Regions from separate parts of the Mus musculus genome. Here all the other regions are linked to region 5. The links are chromatin contacts, called in public HiChIP or PLAC-seq and promoter capture Hi-C maps. All regions are on one chromosome and are shown on one strand. Each heading gives the region's core, a stretch centred on a gene start, on an enhancer-like site or on the middle of the called end of the contact. The rest is flanking DNA. Distances are from core to core; before and after follow the strand shown. Region 1 holds the start of Cpne4 (copine IV). Region 2 overlaps Col6a4 (collagen, type VI, alpha 4). Region 3 overlaps Col6a4 (collagen, type VI, alpha 4). Region 4 holds the start of Dusp7 (dual specificity phosphatase 7). Region 5 holds the start of Atp2c1 (ATPase, Ca++-sequestering). Region 6 holds the start of Rpl29 (ribosomal protein L29).

What was found. Promoter capture Hi-C pulls out the DNA fragments that hold promoters and counts their contacts. HiChIP or PLAC-seq counts read pairs in DNA pulled down with a chosen protein or histone mark.
Region 1: an H3K27ac HiChIP or PLAC-seq map of microglia shows a contact between it and region 5, with 5 times the contacts expected there. The contact joins the promoter of Cpne4 here to the promoter of Atp2c1 in region 5. A contact is called at or near these places in 9 of 39 promoter capture datasets (the 3T3-L1 cell line, the C10 cell line, HPC-7-derived erythroid cells and 4 more), 1 of 115 datasets of contacts at active chromatin or transcription factors (microglia) and 1 of 9 other capture datasets (embryonic stem cells).
Region 2: a contact with region 5 is called in a promoter capture Hi-C map of embryonic stem cells, with 6 times the contacts expected there. The contact joins the enhancer-like site here to the promoter of Atp2c1 in region 5. A contact is called at or near these places in 6 of 39 promoter capture datasets (the C10 cell line, the HPC-7 cell line, HPC-7-derived erythroid cells and 3 more), 1 of 115 datasets of contacts at active chromatin or transcription factors (embryonic stem cells) and 1 of 9 other capture datasets (liver).
Region 3: a contact with region 5 is called in a promoter capture Hi-C map of trophoblast stem cells, with 3 times the contacts expected there. The contact joins the enhancer-like site here to the promoter of Atp2c1 in region 5. A contact is called at or near these places in 10 of 39 promoter capture datasets (the 3T3-L1 cell line, 3T3-L1-derived adipocytes, the C10 cell line and 7 more), 1 of 15 datasets of contacts at CTCF or cohesin (large pre-B cells), 3 of 115 datasets of contacts at active chromatin or transcription factors (differentiating embryonic stem cells, embryonic basal ganglia and embryonic stem cells) and 2 of 9 other capture datasets (adipose tissue and embryonic stem cells).
Region 4: a contact with region 5 is called in a promoter capture Hi-C map of hippocampal neurons, with 2.8 times the contacts expected there. The contact joins the promoter of Dusp7 here to the promoter of Atp2c1 in region 5. A contact is called at or near these places in 3 of 39 promoter capture datasets (hippocampal neurons and liver) and 1 of 484 Hi-C or Micro-C datasets (the G1E-ER4 cell line).
Region 6: a promoter capture Hi-C map of liver shows a contact between it and region 5, with 2.3 times the contacts expected there. The contact joins the promoter of Rpl29 here to the promoter of Atp2c1 in region 5.

The regions. Positions count from the first base shown.
Region 1 is chr9:104,567,776-104,571,012 of GRCm38.p6, forward strand. It overlaps Cpne4 (copine IV), which reads left to right and starts at 1,880. Exons shown (of 16, transcript NM_028719.3): 1 at 1,880-2,326.
Region 2 is chr9:106,070,645-106,073,433 of GRCm38.p6, forward strand. Col6a4 (collagen, type VI, alpha 4) reads right to left here. Exons shown (of 38, transcript NM_026763.2): 6 at 1,270-1,914. Among named protein-coding and RNA genes, the nearest start is that of Col6a4, 25 kb to the right of the region's middle. Within about 2 kb of position 1,262, at least 7 of the 459 cell types and tissues checked have an H3K27ac peak or open chromatin away from gene starts, as enhancers often do. A contact at or near this core is called in embryonic stem cells, where this site is marked.
Region 3 is chr9:106,043,043-106,046,147 of GRCm38.p6, forward strand. It overlaps Col6a4 (collagen, type VI, alpha 4), which reads right to left. Exons shown (of 38, transcript NM_026763.2): 17 at 1,183-1,236. Among named protein-coding and RNA genes, the nearest start is that of Col6a4, 52 kb to the right of the region's middle. Within about 2 kb of position 1,274, at least 19 of the 459 cell types and tissues checked have an H3K27ac peak or open chromatin away from gene starts, as enhancers often do. A contact at or near this core is called in trophoblast stem cells, where this site is marked.
Region 4 is chr9:106,367,319-106,370,363 of GRCm38.p6, forward strand. It overlaps Dusp7 (dual specificity phosphatase 7), which reads left to right and starts at 1,314. Exons shown (of 3, transcript NM_153459.4): 1 at 1,314-2,005. The coding sequence starts at 1,480.
Region 5 is chr9:105,519,988-105,523,048 of GRCm38.p6, forward strand. It overlaps Atp2c1 (ATPase, Ca++-sequestering), which reads right to left and starts at 1,270. Exons shown (of 27, transcript NM_001253831.1): 1 at 1,053-1,270. The coding sequence starts at 1,160.
Region 6 is chr9:106,428,045-106,431,211 of GRCm38.p6, forward strand. Rpl29 (ribosomal protein L29) reads left to right here and starts at 1,367. Exons shown (of 3, transcript NM_001324534.1): 1 at 1,367-1,970; 2 at 2,264-2,328; 3 at 3,025-3,167. The coding sequence starts at 1,934.

The sequences.
Region 1 (3,237 bases), core at 630-3,129, 950 kb before region 5:
CAAAACAAAACAACCCCAGAGATATCACCTCCACAGAATTTAAATGTTAGAGTTCACAATCGACATGCAAGAAACATAAATAAGGCATTCATTTTCTTTATTTCGTCCAACACAAACTTCATCTCTAGGGTTAGATGCTACTGAATAAAATCTAGGAGGAATTAACAAACATATTGTGGATTTTACTTTCCCAGAATGCATCCTTCTTTCCCTAGGAGGAAACCCTGAGTGTTCCTGGGAGGTCAGTCCTTCCAGCTGTAGTCTGTGTGACTCAGATGAAGCCCCAGTCTGTTCCCAGGAGTACTGTGAACACATTTCCTGCTCCAAACACCAGGACCTGTCCTTTATTGTAACCTCACAAGCCAAAGCCCCAATAATGATTAGCTTGCGCATAATCACATGACCTAAGTGTTCTCAGTCAAGGCAGACCATGGATTTGTGTGTAAGCTCCATGATACAGCTAGATTCTCTCAGGGTTATTTTTTCTAGCCTTGTAGCTAATATGGCATCTCAGAACAGCATGTGAGGCGACTGGAATAAGAAAAATGTTGATTTTCTGGAAACTGTTTCTTCTCAAAGATCTTCTCCTTTGATTTCCAGGATCATTTCTGAGCCCCCTTTGCTTTCCCCTGTCATTTCTCCTTCTCTGGCCTTTGAAACTGGGAACTGTGTAGTGGTCTAAAGCTTATAACCAAAGCCTTCACCTTACAAGAGACCTTGTTGGGTAGTACTTCAGCAAGCAGAGAGGGAGACACCTTCCTCCCTTGCCTGGTGTGCTTACCCATCATTTCTAACTCTGTGCGACCCCCAGGTGCAGAGAGATCCTTTTATTCATTTGCTTTATGGATTATAAAGTCTAATTTGATTCTGATCATGGGCATACCCAGGGTGGATTTGGTTCTCCAGTTTATCTACTTCTGCGGAGACAACTAGAAACAGCCTGACGTGCCTCCTCATTGTTTCTTTGCCTGAATGTGACTTCGAATAAATTTGTGACAGAAAAGTCATCACTTCCAAACTACCCCATAAGGGAGAGAGATGTCACTTAGCAGCACTGCAAAGCAAAACATCAAACCCCCTATTTCTTGTGTAAATGCTTTGTAGTGTGTTCAAAGTGTTTTATAATATGTGACAATGGTTACTCCCTAAATAAGACCTATAGTTTTTGGTTTGGGCTTTTTGAGACAGGGTCTCTAACCTAGGGCGGTTTCAAACTCCCTTTGTAGTTGAGGGTAACTTTGCCTTTCTGAGCCTTCTGCCTCCACCTCCCAAAGTCTGGGGTTTCAGGGATGCAATGCCATGTACAAATGTACAAATGCCTGGCTTTGTACAATGTTACGGTTTGAATGCAGAACCCTCTACATGTTAGGCCAGTGCTCTAACAACTGTGGTTCAACCCCAGCCAAAAACTTTATTTTAAAACATACATTCCCCAGGTATGGTGACGTGTTTGTATTCAGGAAAATATTCTGATATGAAGAGAAAAATAGCTGTTCACTCATTTAATCATGCATTTATTGACATGTAGGTACCAAAATAAGTATTCAATGTCACCCCCATTTTTAGTGAGAGTTGAGCGAATCAAGAAGTTTTCTTGAATGTATGCAAAAAAAAGTATAGCCCTTATTCTCTCCTCTCAGCTCTTGTGGTTTCACTGCTTTATCATAGAATAAGGAGAAATTAATCACGTGCCTCTCAGGAGCTGGTGGGAATTGCAAAGCTGAGCAGGGAATCAGGGCTGAGGGCGCGGCAGGACCATGGAGAGCGCCAGGGCCGCGACCAGGGCGGGGCGTCGCTGAGTCCCCGGAACCCCCCAGGGGGCGCTCGAGAGGAGGCTTAAGAACTAGTATCTTGCTGGGCTGCTGGGCGCAAGGGTTTCGTCAGAAGGTGGAAATCTCAGCTAGAAGCTGCCATCTCCTGGCTCTCACCCCTCCCTCCCTCCCTTCCTCCTTTCCTTCCTCCCTCACTCCTCTGCTCCCTCCCTCCTTCCCCAGTTCCTTCCTCTTTACTCAGCGAGTTCCTGAGCCCAGCAGCTCCTTCCACGCCGTTCACCCTCTCCCCCAGCCCCCAGCCCCCAGCCCCAAGAATGGAGTCGGGGTTTCCAGAGCGACCAAACTCTCCTCCCAGCATCTTTATCCTCCTCGGCTGTTGCTAAACTACCCCCAGTGGACCAAAGAGGGGGGAGGGAAGCCCGACTCTCCTAAGACCTCTTTACAACTACATCACCCAGGACCTCCACTCCAAAGGCGGATTTTGCATCCTGGGGGCGTGACAGACCTGTCCCGGGCTGAATTCTCTTTCTAGTCTCTGAGGCTGGCACACCCAGGTGAGTAGATGCTAACTCTGAGTCCTGTGTTCTTGCAAACTCGTCAGGGCTGCTGCGTAGCCAGACCAACTTTTGAGAAGCTCTGGGTTTTCGCCCAGCCTGGCTTGTTTGTCATTGCTGTTGTTCTGAACAGCGGCAGGAGCAGCAGTCCTTAAAGGCAAAAAAACTTTCAGCCAAAATACCTGCTTTTCCCGCATAACTCTACTCGCCCAGGTGGAGTGGTAGGGAGGCCCCAGGCGGGACGACAGAGGGAGGGCTAGGTTAGGCTCTGGAAGTCCTGCGGGCTTGAGGGAGGATTATTATTGTTTTAGAAATGAGAAGGGGGATGGGACCATAGTCGGGGCTGGAGTTGCTGCTTCCCATTTGACAGCAAAAAAGGTGTGGGGCATCAGTAGTGTTAGCCAATGGCTTGATCCTCTGCTGTTTGAATTCGGCTTCTGCAAGAGGTTCTAATAATATTTAACTGCGTCCATGACACCGAGGCTCACAAGTAACCCATAGTCTTGCTCGCGGCTTTATTTGGCTCGGTCTCCAACATTTTTTTCTTTTTGTTAAATGAAATAGCAGGGTGGTAAAGGAGGAACTGGAAGTACTGGGAGTCGCGTCTGACTAGAGAGCTAAAACTCGGTATCACGTACTACGAAGGATTGCTAGAACTCAATCCAAGGGAGTCAGAAAGTGGTCCACACTGAGTTGAGCTGAACAGCAATGGGTGGGAGTGGACAGAATCCAAGGAATAGTCTTAGGAAGATGAACTCCATCTTCCTCTTAGTGTAAGTGGGCTTGGGGTGGGGGTGGGGGCTAACCTCATTATGCATTCCAGATTCTACTGGGGGGGGGGGCTTCCAGGATTTAGGGAAGATTACCTATGGAGAGTCAATGAGGTGGAAGCAGGACTTGCTAGGGTGGGG
Region 2 (2,789 bases), core at 12-2,511, 550 kb after region 5:
TCTTCCTGAGATTCTGAGGAGCCCAGGGCGCTGAACACGGCCTAGAATCATACATTCTTACCCATCTTGTGAAATTGAGATAGCTCTCAGGAAAAGGGTGGGGGAAGACGTTCCTTAGAGTCAGGCTTCTCCTGGGCACCTGCATGTATTACACACGCCAAGTGTTTAAAAGGCTCACACACATGTGCATGCATGCATGTGCATGTATGTGTGCCTCTGTGTGTGTGTGATATATACACATTGATCCATAACTGGCAGATCTTCTGATCATTATGATTATCCAGGAAGAATTCTGGTAAAAAATCTTTGACGTTTCTATTAGTATCTAAGCTCCCTCCAAACTCGGGGTGATTTTCCTGATTCTGGGCACCTTCTCAGCTGCTTCGCAGCCTGGGATGGAAGTCAGCTCTCACAGTCTTCAGTCCCTTTGTGAGTTAGCTCTTTTTCTCCTCTTCTGCCCGATAAGAGATAAGCGGGGAATGGACCAGGAAATGAAAGCCTCTTTTAATCAATTTCTCATTGCTAGAACAGAGAGAGGGACTGAGAACACAGGTCAGTGCGGGATGGGGACTTGTTTGTATAATTCAGATTTCTAGGCCTAGGGACAAGAAATCAAGAAAGCATTAAAAAAAAACATTTAGTAATTTTTAAAAATAGAACTTCGGTGGTTTTTTTTCCCCCTGAAGATATAATCACAGGCTTGAATTTTACGTCAATTATCTGCATTTCAGTGATTCAAATTTAAATCTATTCTTCTAAGTTGAGTCTGAGAAATACCAGTATGGTAGAGAAAAAAAAATAGAGAAGCAGACACAAAGGCCTTCATAACAGTGAAAGGTATCTCAGTTTTCCACACTTAAGCCAGGTGTGGTAATGCAGGACTTGAGAGGTAGAGGCAGGAGGACAGGGATTTTATCAGGTCATAGTAAATTTGAGGCCAGCCTGTTTTACGAGAGACCCTTTCTCAAAAAGTAACCTATTTACTAGGAACATAACTTTCTCTCTTGTGTTTAGAATCAGGACAAAACTACGATTTTCAAAGTTGAGGTTTCTGGGTTTTTTTTTAATGAGTTGACCCCAATTTTTGTTCATGGTGAAAAAGGGAAAGGAAGGAGCAGCACACAGCCCCCAGATGCAGACACGCCCTCCTACCTTCCTGTGTGCTCCCCAGATGCAGACAGGCCCTCCTACCTTCCTGTGTGCTCCCCAGATGCAGACACGCCCTCCTACCTTCCTGTGTGCTCCCCAGATGCAGACATGCCCTCCTACCTTCCTGTGTGCTTTGTCGTGTGCTTTCTGGAATAAAGCTCATCAGAGGAGGCATTCCGCTCAACATCTCAGGGCAGAGCTTCTTTTTAAGTTTGTTTCCTACAACACTGAGTTGCAGAAAGGACTCTAGGCGGATGGCGTGCTTCCAGGGAGGGTATGTGACAATCTTCTCCAGGTCCTTACTCTCAGAGGCAGGCTGGGTGCCCGCTGCATAGATGGTGACCCCCGCCCTGCGAAGGTAGGAAGCAGGTGTAGACACATTGTCTAGAGAAGGACTTTCTATGATGACCACAGCTATCTGCTGTACGCCCCGATGGGGCCGGCTGCCCTTCTCTGGAAGGAAAACTTCTTTCCTCAGGAAGTCTAAAGCAGCACCTGCCTTCGCCCTTCCTCTTCTTGCTCGGAAAGTTAACCTGTCCAGATGGCGTAAGACTTGGGCAGCGCTTTGATACATATCCAGGGAAAACTCCAGCCTTGGTTTCTCACTGTAAAAGACCAAGCTGACTCTTGTGGTATCAGGATGGATGTTGAGAGAGTGGACAGTGGTCGTCAAGAAATGGACAACTCGCTGGAAATTGGGTTGCCTGGCACTGCTAAAGTCCTCAACAAGGAACACCAGGTCGGCTGGAACGGGAACTAGACATTCTGAAAACCAAAAGACACAGAGAGTTCCAGCCTAAGAATGGAGGAATAAAGAAAATACTCAAATATAAAGGTACTGCTGGGGCATGGTCTATCTGCCACAGTAATGTGTCTAAGGCTTTAAGTTACATTATGCTAACTTCTACTTGGGTGCTTTAGAATTTAGAGAAAGTCTTTTTTTTTCTTTCTTTCTTTCTTTTGGACATCAAAATCAAAATGCATTAAGAGATTCATGCCTATCCCAAAATTCTCAAAAAAAAAAAAGTTATGGACACCCACCATAAAACCACCCAAGATCACCTTCCAATTTGTCTAACAATCTTAGAAGCTTGGGGTATTGGCTGGCTTTTTCCTTCATTTTTCTACCTTCAAGAAGACTCTGAGTCAAAATCCTCTCTACGGGTCTGAAACATCCTTTACTTCATCACTTCCCCCCACCCTTCATGTAATTTCAACAGAGACAAAATGAAATTCTGCAAGTTTTGTGAAAATCTTTCCCCAAATATGGGGCTAACTAGACACAGTGAGGCTTGCCTATGACCCCAGACCTTGGAAGGCTGAGGCAGAGAGTAACAAGTTCAAGGTCATCTTGGTCGAGAGAGAGAGAGAGAGAGAGAGAGAGAGAGAGAGAGAGAGAGAGAGAGAGAGAGAGAGAGAGAGAGAGAGAGAGAGAGTAGAAGGAGGAGGAGGAGGAAGAAGAAGAAGAAGAAGAAGAAGAAGAAGAAGAAGAAGAAGAAGAAGAAGAAGAAGAAGAAGAAGAAGAAGAAGAAGAAGAAAAAGAAGAAGAAGAAGAAGAAGAAGAAGAGGGAGAGGGAGAGGGAGAGGGAGAGGGAGAGGGAGAGGGAGAGGGAGAGGGAGAGGGAGAGGGAGAGGGAGAG
Region 3 (3,105 bases), core at 24-2,523, 520 kb after region 5:
GCCAAGTTGGAGTCTATGCTCGATTAGTAATGTCTGCCATGGGCACAGAATAGGAGAAGTAAAGTCCATGCAACAGGTATCTCCCTTCCCCTCTACAGAACTAAATCCAGGACAGGAAACAGAAAGTAATCACCAGCAAAGACACAAAGAAGAGAGAGATCCCTATAAACAGCCAGAGTGGAGGCTTGTGTAGCAACTACTCCTAACTGAAACATTTTATCCTGGAGGAAGGCTACCTTCGATTCAGGAAGCAAGCAACTCACAAGTCTCAGGAAGTTCCTGAAATATCTAAGACTCACAAGGGTTCCCCAAAGTTATGGAAGCAGTAAAGAATGGTGAGGAGAGGAGGTGCTCTGCCATCTGGAGCCTTTGTTTGAGGAGATTCTGTAACCTGACCTATCCAGTTGTCTGCAGTCACGATTAGAGTTGCAGGGTTACGGTCTCTGGGAGTCATCATCATGCAGTGCTGGGCCTTTTGGTAATACAGTTAGTTTCTTTTTAATCATGCATACCCCATAAGTAACCTTTCACCCAGACATCTGTAAGTGACCCCAATAAACTCAACATTTCACCAAGCAGGACTCTGAACTCTGGAAGAATCGTTACTTTGGTCTGTCCTTGGTTTGCTATCTGGAGTGAGGAGGCATTGGTTCATGCCTCCCCAGGAAAAGTCTCCCACAACATCAGAAAAACTATCATGAGAAAGAAGGAAAGGGAACCAGACAATCAAAAACAAGTCAGTGTTCAAATGAGCACTGAGGACGGAAACGTGGAAAAGGCATGCATGTGGGGAGTGGCAACACCAACATGGACAAACACACAGGGGCCGGTAAGCATGAGGAATGTTCTAGAGGCAGAGACTGGTATAGTTTGGCTGGGAGGGAGGCTAAAGGGTCCTGGTGGGAGACTATGTCATCAGTGACAGGGACCCATAAAGAGCTTATGAGTCACAGAGTGACCCACTCACGGTACAAAGCACACGGGTTAAGTCCTACATTCAGCAACTAGGTTCATAATCCACCCTTCAGGTCCCAAGCAAAGCTTTCAAAGGGTCATGTGAATTACTGCCTTTCACACTCAGACTCAAACAAAACCACTAGATGATTCCTTCCAACTGCTTAAACTGCTGCTGTCTGATAATGCATCAGAAAGATGACAGAGAAAAACACCCGCATATTTTACCCGACTGCCGCTGCTTCCTTTCTCTCCAGATGGCCCTGCGGCTCCACGATCGCCCTAGGAAAAGAAAAAGAAAATAGACAAGGCATCTTTATCCTATTAGTCACTCTGGAAGCTTTCTTTGTGTCATCTTACATTCTAGCCAAGAGTGAGAATGTACATTAGCACCCTTGGCAAGAGGACAGATCAGGGGCCCTGAGTAACTCTCACACCAAAAACAATCTCAGTTACCAGATTTCATACGTTAAGATGACAAATAAAAAGAAATTCTTAGTGTTCTCAATGAAGAAAAGGCAGATAGCATTTTAAGAGAATCAATTAGAACTTCTTGAACTGGAAAAAAAAAATGAGTGGATTTAAAATTCTACGGGCATGTTAAATCGCAGAGTAAAGTCAGAAATAGTAAATTAGAAACCAAAGCTTAAGAATGTAAATCTTAAATCTCTGTATTTTCTCCGTGGTCTTAGGTGACCCCTGAGAAAAAGCTGTTCAACCCCCAAAGGGGTTGCAATCCACAGGTTGAGAACGGATGGAACAAAGGAAACAGATGCTATGCTCTGTGTCTCACATGTCTCTCGAAGTCTACGTGATGCATCTGATCCCAGCGTGTGGGTGCGAGGAGATGCTGTGGACCTTTAAGAGGTGTGACCTGGTGGGAGGTCCTCAGGCCACCAGATCGAACCCTTGAAGGGAACCCTGGGACCCCAGCCCTTTCTTCTTTTCCTCCTTCTTCCCAATCATGAAGAGAGCAGATCTTCCCACCACACGCTCCCCAGAATTCTCTTCTGGGGTTCCCCCATCGAGGGCTTTGGAGAAAGGGGTCCACCTAACCACGGACTTGAATCTTAAAATCATGAGCCAAGAAAATGAGCCTTTTCTCTCTATATGCAAATCAACTTGGGTATCTCATTATTGGACAGGAAGCTGACGAATACAATACCGAAGCTTAAAACTTCAATAGGGTAATTTTCTACGGATTTTCTAAGATCTGTAGAAGGCATAAATAGATCCAAAGGCTTAACAAGTTCCAAGCAGAATAAATAACATGAAACCTACACCTGGAGACGTCTTATTGAAACTGTCAAAACTAACAGCAATGGGGACTATTTTAATGCAACCTGATATATATTTTTGAAATGCTGCTTGCTGAGAGATAATTATTTTGACAGCTTCTTAGAAGTAATAATGAAAAATCCAAGGCAAAAGAAGACAGAAACTAAGAAGACATTCTCAAAGTGCTGAGAAGGGACAACTCTCAAAACAGAATTGTTTACTCAGTGAGTTATCTTTTTTTTTTTTTTCTGAACTAGAAAACATAAAATAAAGAGATTGCAGAGAAACAAAAGCCAAGGGAGTTTACAATGAGCCTGACCCTAACGGAAAGTCTGCCAGTTGTTTCTTGTTTTGTTTCATTTCACTTTGTTTCCATTTTTAAGATATATACTATTAAAAGGAAGGTATCTGTGATGCTAATAAATGTGGGAGCAAAGCTAAAAGAAGACCAGCTCTATAGGACAACTTGGACAACAAAGCTGGGGCTGGAGAGACAGCTCAGCCGTGAAGTCCTCTTCCACAGGGCCCAGGTTTGGTTCACAGGACCCACGTGGTCCTTTCTGCTCAAGTTATCGAGAATGTAGAGCCCACTTCTGGCCTCCACAGGCACCTCCATACACGGGCATGTGTTCACACACACAAATATAAATCTACTTTTTTAATGTCTAATTGCTGGAACTTAACAAAATATAAGACAGAAATGAACTTCAGGATCATGACAGGCAGCCTGGGAAGGGGCAGACTAAAGTTAAGGGCCCATGTATTGGGTGGATGAGGACAAACAGCTCAGTTTAAACCCTGCCAAGTGTGCACAGTAACAGGACCAGTCAGGAAACGCTGTCTTCACTGTAACAGTATTGATGCCAAACTAAG
Region 4 (3,045 bases), core at 64-2,563, 850 kb after region 5:
ACCCCTCCTGACAAGACCCTCCCTGGCTGCCCTACTGTGGCCTTTCTCTAAGCGAATGTAGAAGAGGGCTCCTGCGGCTGAGAAAAAAAGGGAGGGGGGAGAACATTTAATTGGGAGATGGAGATTGAAACTGTAGCCCGATCGGACACCCCTGACACCGCAATCCCGGGTTAGGGTCAAGTTGGCTCAGAGATGACTAGCCCGGGACGGAGTGAGGGACTAAGCCTCAAGTTGGGATCCCCAGCCTGTTAAGAGAATGCACTCGGGGCTTGGGAGGAACAGCTCCCTCCAAGGAAAGACCGCCTTGGTCTGGTCAAAACCTTGCGGTCGGTCCTGCCGCTTTGTTTGAGCCCTACCTGCAGAGCCACGTACCTCCTGAGCCCCACCCGCCTGAGAGCCCGAACAGCACGCTGGACGAGGCCCCGCCCACTTCCAGCTGGGTGGACCCGCCGCGGGACCCGCCTCCTTTCCCCGCAGCCTCTTTCGGCGGCGATTGACTATCTGCCGAGCGCGTGCCCGCCTACCGCGAAACTTGATTGGTGCCTGGAGAGAGAGGTAGGCGAAGGGAAGCTGATTATGGAGCGCTCCCTCCCTCCTACCCGCCCCAATAGGAAAGTCACGTGGCGCTTCACTCCGGGCCAGTCACCACCGCACTTGTAAAAGCTTTCTTAAAGAGCTCGCGTTCCCTTACCCAGGGTTGGTCCTTTCAGAATTCCTCCACTTCTGCCTGCGATTTGCGAGAGCGGTCCTTGAACACCCCCCCCCCAACCCAAGTCACCTATTCCCTCAGCAGACCCTCCAACTCAGGTCTGGAACCTATGGCCATCAAGGGTTGGGATGATGCGGTCATCTGAAACTAAGACCGCCTAACACAGAGCACGACACGTAGTAGGAATTCAGTTTCCATTTGTTGAATGAACGCTATCAGAGAATGAATGAGGATAACAGACAAGAGGAGGGAAGACTGGCTCTGGGTGACCGCCCCCTGCCCCCAATCCTGAAGAAATTCTGCTTCTGTAAATGTTAGGTGGGGTCCCAGTGCAGCCTTTCTGCAAGGCACAGATGTAGGCGCTCAGCCAGAGATCTGCGAGGCCGCCTTGGCTCGCCCCTGGGCAGGTGGTAGCCAGGTCCCGGCTAGGCGGGCCCGTAGGAGCCGGCCGAGGGCGCTCCCGCGCCGCTTGCGGGGGAGGGGCTGCGGAGGCGCGGTGCCTTTAAGCCCAGGCGCCGGCCTCACGGCCCCGCCTCCCGGAGGACGCCCGGGCGCGCGGCCGCCGGAGCCGCGGTTTAATTGGGGCTGTCAGGCCGCGGCACGCGCGGAGGGCCGGCCGGGCGGGACTGAGGCCGGAGGCTGGGAGGCCGGGGCGGCGGGCGCGCGGCTCGGCGGGAGGCGGGCGCCCGGAGACGCGGCTGGGGCCAGCGCGGCCGGGGCGCCGTCCCAGGGCTGGGTTGCCCGGCCCCGGCCCCGGCCCCGGGATCCCCATGAAAAACCAGCTCCGCGGGCCCCCAGTGCGGGCGCACATGTCGACTTCGGGGGCGGCGGCGGCGGCGGCGGCTGGGGGCACTCGGGCGGGGTCGGAGCCCGGTGCGGGATCTGGGTCCGGCGCAGGCATCGGAGCGGGAGCGACGACGGGAGCGGGGGCCATGCCCTGCAAGAGCGCCGAGTGGCTGCAGGAGGAGCTGGAGGCGCGCGGTGGCGCGTCCCTGCTGCTGCTAGATTGCCGGCCGCACGAGCTCTTCGAATCGTCGCACATTGAGACGGCCATCAACCTGGCCATCCCGGGTCTCATGCTGCGCCGCCTGCGCAAAGGCAACCTGCCCATCCGCTCCATCATTCCCAACCATGCCGACAAGGAGCGCTTCGCCACGCGCTGCAAGGCGGCCACCGTGCTGCTCTACGACGAGGCCACGGCGGAGTGGCAGCCCGAGCCCGGCGCCCCCGCCTCCGTTCTCGGCCTGCTCCTGCAGAAGCTGCGAGACGACGGCTGCCAGGCCTACTACCTCCAAGGTGAGGACAGAACCTAGACCCCAGGCGGTATTGGGGCTGCGCCTCTGCTCCCTGGCGCCCTCGCTGCAGGCTGTTTCCTTTCCACTCGCTTGGCCAGGCCGGGCGCCACGTCGCCCCTGGTCCGAATCCGCCCTTCTGGGAGCCATCCCCTAAGGTGTGGATTTAGCCAGGCACAGGGAACCCGATCTGTGTTCTCTTTCTCAGCACCGTTCAGTGGCTGAAACAAACTTTCCCTTTCCTATTTAATTTTTTTCTCTGTGGATGGGTAGACAACAGCGCACAGGCTCCAGTTGAGCTCGGAGGAAGGGAGAGATCGGTACTGGAACCCAGAAAAGAGCAGGGCCCACAGGAATTTATGTCATTAGGAAGATAGGATCGGGAAGGTACCTTTTTCAGTATCACCCACCCTCCAGTGCATGGGCCCGTTTATGATGGTTTCTCTGGGATCCCACTATGGCCCCTATCAATCAGAATCACGGCTTGGAGGCACTTCTGCAGATGTGTGGGCAGTGGCCCAGGTGTGAGTGTGTGTGTGTGTTGGGGAATGGGGAATGGGCCTCAGTTCGCTGCCCCTGAGTTTATGGAAGGGGGAGACAGGCAGCTTGCCTGCGGGCCAGGGGGTGAGGGGAGCTATTGGCTGCAGCCGGTGTTTCCAATTAACATTCCAAAATGGCCTCTTGCTGGCAGCAGACAGGCTGGGAGGGGAGGGGAGTCCTGCGGCACCCTCGGGTGCCGCAGGGCCATGTCTAGCTTCATGGTGTTCCTTGTCTCTCCTGTCCTTGTCTAGCCCCCGTGGCCCCTCTCTTTGAGTCACATGCAGTGTGTCGGGTGCTTGTCCAGGGAAGGTGAATCGCTAGTACCCGGTTCCCCTCTTGCTGGGGAAAGGGACTTCACACCACCCTCCCCAAGTGTGGTTGCTTGGACTCTGCCTCTGACAGGCCCATAGGTGTTCTGGCTCCTCTCTCTTTGGAATAGGGGTTTGCTGACCTACAGGTGCTGGCCTGCGATGGGTTTGTTGGCCTTTCTTTGCCCATTGGCCA
Region 5 (3,061 bases), core at 20-2,519:
TTTTTTTTTTTTTTCAAATGAGGCATGAGCTTTGGGGAAAAGGGGTCACCAAAGGGTTTCCTTCTGCTGCCCTCTGCTTCCATTTCTGGGAAGCCTCTTACTAACTGGGTCATTTTCTACCACGGAGGAAAAAAGAACAGGACACTGGCAATATCTGTCGCCTGGCTCTGCCGTTCTAGAGAGAGCACAGGGCAGAGCGCTTGTGGCTGGTCATCTTCTATGTGGTGACAGACCTGTCTTTCATATTTCTAGTCCGTTGCCAAGCTTCTAAATGAGCTCCTGGATTTAAATGGGCCACACATTGTTCTCTCTCTAATCCAGTGCAATTACGAAAGCAGTTTTTAGATATCAATGTATAATGTAATCAATGTAATGAACACACATGTTTTTAAATGAAATAACCAGACATTTTAAACAGGCTTATTAAGATGCGTCTATACCCACATGCTAGAACTTCCTGTTGGAAACTGTAGCTTTCAATTGGCTAAAAGGATTAATAATTATTGTGCTCTGTCCCCTATGCACCACATATAAGAATCACCTATTATATCCAAATGATCTTATCAGCCCACTAATGATCTGATTATAGCCACACAGATAACCTTCATTTTGCAAATCCTAGTGACATTAAAATAATCACAGAAACATGCAAGAAAATAAGTGTGTTTCTAGGGTATACTGCTTCATCTATTGAGCTACGAACGGTTTCAGAATTTGTCTTCGAAACACTGAAAAAATGATCAAAGTATCAAAGAGTCACCTCCGTAGTATGGTAGGTTCATCTAGATAACGGAAGAAAGCAAAATAAGTGTCAAACACACACACCCAGAACATTTGCATAATTTATCTCAGGACCCAAACGTTCCACAGCCAAGTAACCCCTCACAAGCGGCAGGCTCCTCTGACTGCCAAGCTCGAGTAACTACAGGCTGGATCTGACCTCTGCCTATGAACACCAGTAAGCCAGCAGAGAAACATTCCCCAAGCTTCGACAGGCCACACCCAGAAATAAGCACCAGTTATTTTTAAAGTTAGCACAAACAAAATAGTACCTGCTCTTCGGCCCTTTGGCTTCTCAGCGTTGATAAATATTTCCGAATAGAGTGGAGAGGATACTTTTTCAAGTAAGAAAATCCGGACGGAGGCAATAAGTTCTCCATACTGAGGGGAAACCCGAGGGTCCTTGTCTGCCCCTCCCTGACAGCGACCAAATGCGACCTAGACACTTAGTCTCTGCTGCCTAGCCGCTCCTTTGAAGTGCCACCACTTTGCTGCAAACCGAGCAGGTGTCAATCTTATAGCTCCCCCTTTGAGTGGAAGTTCCTAGAGACAGCTGAGGGAGGCGGGTCATCTAGAAACCTCCAGAACTGCAATGCCCAGGAGCCAGAGGCAGGAAGAAGTTCAGGGCTGGCCCGAAGAATGTAAACAGCCCAGCGATAGCGATATGACTGACTGTCCTATTTTGAGCAGCAAGGCTCTGTTGCAAGCGATGTTAATATTAGCTAGCGGGTGACTTTCCATACCCACGGACTCTCGTGAGGTTTAATTTTAATTCTTCCGACAGTATTTCTGGTGATTCTTTCTTTCTTTCTTTCTTTCTTTCTTTCTTTCTTTCTTTCTTTCTTTCTTTCTTTCTTTCTTTCTAAGAGGGCATGACATGAGGTTTTCCCAGTTTCCTTTGAGCTTTCTTGTCATTACCAACACACACTAACAACCTTCAACTGAGCCTCCGCTCAAAAGTGTCAATTCATTTCAGCCTTGAGAAACGCTGTTTTAGAGTTCTTATTTTATTATTTTTATTCATCTCTCATATGTTACATCCTGACCACAGTTTCTCCTCTCCTCCCAGCTCCTCCACCCACACATTCCTCCTCCCCACTCCCCAGGAGGAGGAAAAGGGTCCCACACATAGGCAAAAGAGTCTGGGACAGACCCAGCTCTCAATGTTAGCATTTCCACATGAACCCGGAGCTACTCAGCCATAACATACATGCAGAGGACTTGGGGCAGACCCCTGCAGGCTTCCTGGTCTCTGCAAGTTCCCATGAGTGTATTGATTCTGTGGACCCTGTTAGAAGACTAGCACTGTTTGAAAACTAAGCAAATCACACACACACACACACACACTCACACACAGACACCACCCCTTCATGGACATTATGGGGTTGGCCAGCTCTGTGGACATTCATTGAGTTCTGTGGTGCATTGTGCTACGTGCCAGTAACCAGACACTTTGCATTTATTGGGCAATGGCTGCAAACAGATTCTTTTCTGAGTTAAAAGGCTTCTTGCCTTGAATCCTTATCGCAAAGCCACAGGCTGAACTCAGAACCATTAAATTTCCCCGAGGCTTTCTCCTGAGTATCTGTGAGAGGAACTGTTACAAGCACACTTCTAACTACTATAAAAAGGATTCATGCCTTCAAAAGAGGAAAAAGGGGTGGTGGGGGCAGGGGGGTAAAGAAGAACACAACAAGAGATCTGTTGTGTTAAAGGATATGAAATTATACATTTGAAAGTTCATTTTCTTTGGGATCTATAGAGGTCACAGGGTTTGTCGTCTAAGTCCTGAGCCACACTTCTACCCCCACTCCACCCCAACTGTGTGTGCATGTATGTGTGTGTGTATGTGTGCATGTGCGCGTGCACACATACACACACACACACACACACACACACATGCATATTTATACTAGTGTACATACCCATGCTGTCCCATAAGGCTAGAGGACTAATGTCCTGCTCTAAGGCTTTCTGCCTTATTCCCTTGAGATGGCTCCTCTCAGTGAACCTGGAGCTAACTGGGCAAGCCAGCAAGTCCCAGCCATCTTCTTGAATCTGCTCACCACAGGGCTGTAGTTACAGGAACAAGCAGCCATGCCAGGCTCCTCCGCATGCAGGTGCTAGGGATTCAAATTCTGATCCCTCTTCTGGTACAGCAAATGCTCTCACCCACTGAGCCATCCCCCAGCCTCCCGCCTTTGTTCTTTCCTGGCCTTTTAAGCCTTTCAGTAGCTCACACCATTTCAGCAAGGGACCATTGTGTGGGAACTAAGGTGGA
Region 6 (3,167 bases), core at 117-2,616, 910 kb after region 5:
AAATCACAGAGGCTTGCCTGCCTCTGCCTCGTGAGTGCTGGGATATCCTGACATTATAAAAGTTTTTTGGAGCTGGGCAGTGGTGGTACACGCCTTTAATCCCAGCACTTGGGAGGCAGAGGCAGGGGGATTTCTGAGTTTGCGGCCAGCCTGGTCTACAGAGTGAGTCCCAGGACAATCAGGGCTACACAGAGAAAAACCCTATCTTGAAACAACAACAAAAAAAGCTTTTCGGAGACAAGGTCTACCTGAATTACTCAGGCATCTCAGACTTACAATTCTTCAGCCAGTAGCTGTGATTACAGGCCTGTTTTCACCTCTCTAGCATCATCTCACATCTAATATATGTGAAAAGAAACCACGAGGGCTGGTGAGATGGCTCAGCAGGTAAGAGCACCCAACTGGGGCTGGTGAGATGGCTCAGCAGGTAAGAGCACCCGACTGCTCTTCCGAAGGTCCAGAGTTCAAATCCCAGCAACCACATGGTGGCTCACAACCATCTGTAACAAGATCTGACGCCCTCTTCTGGAGTGTCTGAAGACAGCTACAGTGTACTTACATATAATAAACAAATAAATAAATAAATAAATAAATAAATAAATAAATAAATAAATAAATCTTAAAAAAAAAAGAGCACCCAACTGCTCTTCCGAAGGTCCTGAGTTCAAATCCTAGCAACCACATGATGGCTCACAATCATCCGTAAGGAGATCTGACTCCCTCTTCTGGAGTGTCTGAAGACAACAACACTGTACTTACATATAATAAATAAATAAATCTTAAAAAAAAAAAAAAAAAGAAACCACGAAACTGCCACTCTGGGGAACCAGCCCAGGCTGTTGGAGTAGACTTGGACTATCGTTGCCGCTTTTCTCTCTCTAATTTTCGGCACCCTAAATCCAGTCTATTCTTTTCCCTAGTACATTCTTCACTGTCTTCAGGCAGCCAGCGCCCTTGTGTGGCAGTCTGCATGAGTCTCATAGCTCTTCTCCTCTCCTCTGCCCTCTCCAGTGCATTCCACACAGGAGCCCGGTGAGCTGTTTAAGAACACAGATTCTTCGCTCCATTAACATTCATCCCTCAAAGGCCCCCTCGGCTTTCAGAGTCTTTGGAAGTCTAGCCCAAGAGCAAAGTAGGCACTGGAGGAAGAGAAGGAAGCAAACACGGGCTGGCCGCCGTCGTGGTCCATGCTAACACCACGCTCTTAACCCCAGTAGCAAAAGCCTGCTGTTGGAGGATGAACAGTTATAACCCAGTCTAGGCTACACAGCAAGAAAGACCCGCTCAAAAAATAGCGGGGAGGGGTTAAGCAAAGAAAGAAATCTGTGACGCTAAGAGGGCGTGGCCAGGCTCTAACCCCTCCCCTTTCTAGGCTTCAACTCTTTCCGGCCTTGGAACCTTTTTTCTCCGCCAGCAGTGAGGGAAGCTTTTCCGTTGGACTTTCCGGCGGTGTCGGCCCTATTTCCCGTGCTGCACTGCGGGCCTTTCTCTTTCTCTTCCGGTCTCCGGCGCTGCGGGAGCCGCGGGTTACCGTGAGTGTTGGCCTTACGGCATCCGATGACATCCGTGACTACAGGGCGGCGGCGGGTCGCGAGGCAGGCGACACGGGTGGCAGGAAGGACAGGGCGGGCAGCTGCTTGGCTATGGGGCATCGAGATTGCCGGGCGGGGGTGGTTCCCGGTCGTCCTCAAGGAACGGATGGCGGGGAAAGCCGCCCCGGGGCCGGCAAGCTCAGTCTCAGGACCGACCTCCTTGCTCGCGTTTGAGAGGTGGGGTCGCGTTTTGTGAGTGTTGCCAGGCTGGCGGGTGTCGTAAATCGGAAGCGTCTGCTGCAGCCTCTGGTTTCTTCATGTTACCCCAGCTCAGGGCGGCAGAGGTGTGCCGGTCTGGGGAAGCCCAGAACTGATCTCGTGGCTTTCTTGCAGGTGCAGACATGGCCAAGTCCAAGAACCACACCACACACAACCAGTGTAAGTTCCTTGGGCTCCGGCTGGCGACTGTACCCCAGCGAGGATTGGGTTAGGGTTGCTAGATCAGAGCTGGAGGGAGGGCAGGTCACCCTTCAGGTGAGCCTTGAAGATGATTGTGTGTTTAGCTACTTTGGAGATTACAAATTTGGGAGCCAGGAATCCGCTTAAAAAGCCCATAGTGCTTTCCACCCATCCTTAGTGTATTCTCAAAAGACTGCCAACCATGATGTTAGGTGGTCTTATTGGAAGATACCTCATTTTTTTTTGACCTGTAAATATTTGTTACCCTACAGCCCGCAAATGGCACAGAAATGGCATCAAGAAACCCCGGTCGCAAAGATACGAATCTCTTAAGGGGGTGAGTGATGACAGTGGGTCATAAACTATCCCTTGGCTCCAGGTCTACAGGGTAGGGCCTCTTGTAAGTCATGTCTCCTCCACCACCAGCGTGTGTGTTTCGAGCTAGGATTTCTCTGTGTAGTCCTGGTTGTTCTAGAACTCACTATGTAGACCAGGCTGGCTTCGAACTCTGAGCTCTAGGGATTGTGTTGCCTAGCTTCTCCTTGTCTCCCATGTCAGACTCAACAGAAAAGCCTTCCTTGACCTTCCCAGCCCCTGGTGTAATCTCCTGAGAACAGAACTGCTTCTCTTGCTCCGTGGAGCCTTGAGGGAGGGAGGGAGTCGTTCTGTATATTGGGTACCTCATGGTCTGCGTCTAAACGCAACTCTAGTTCTGTACATTTGATTGCACCCAGATAATAGACTGGGGATAACTGAGGCTGTACTAGGTCTGTTTGCTGCCTGCAACCACGCTCTCTGATGTGAATCTGATGGACTAGGCTTGGTATCTGACACTCAGCTGAGGTGGGGGGGTGCCCCTAGACAAGTCTCAGGAAACAGCTAGGTTTCCAGAAGTTCACACCCACACCCTCCAACCTTTTTGTGGTTAAGGTTAACTTACTGTTGTTTTTACAGTAACATATTTGTGACCAGGGACTTAAGGAAGTGAACCGGGCCTGTTATATGCTACCTCATACACCTTTTCTGTTCCCAGGTTGACCCCAAGTTCCTGAGGAACATGCGCTTTGCCAAGAAGCACAACAAGAAAGGCCTGAAGAAGATGCAGGCCAACAATGCAAAGGCAGTGAGTGCGCGCGCAGAGGCCATCAAGGCCCTGGTGAAGCCTCAGGCCATCAA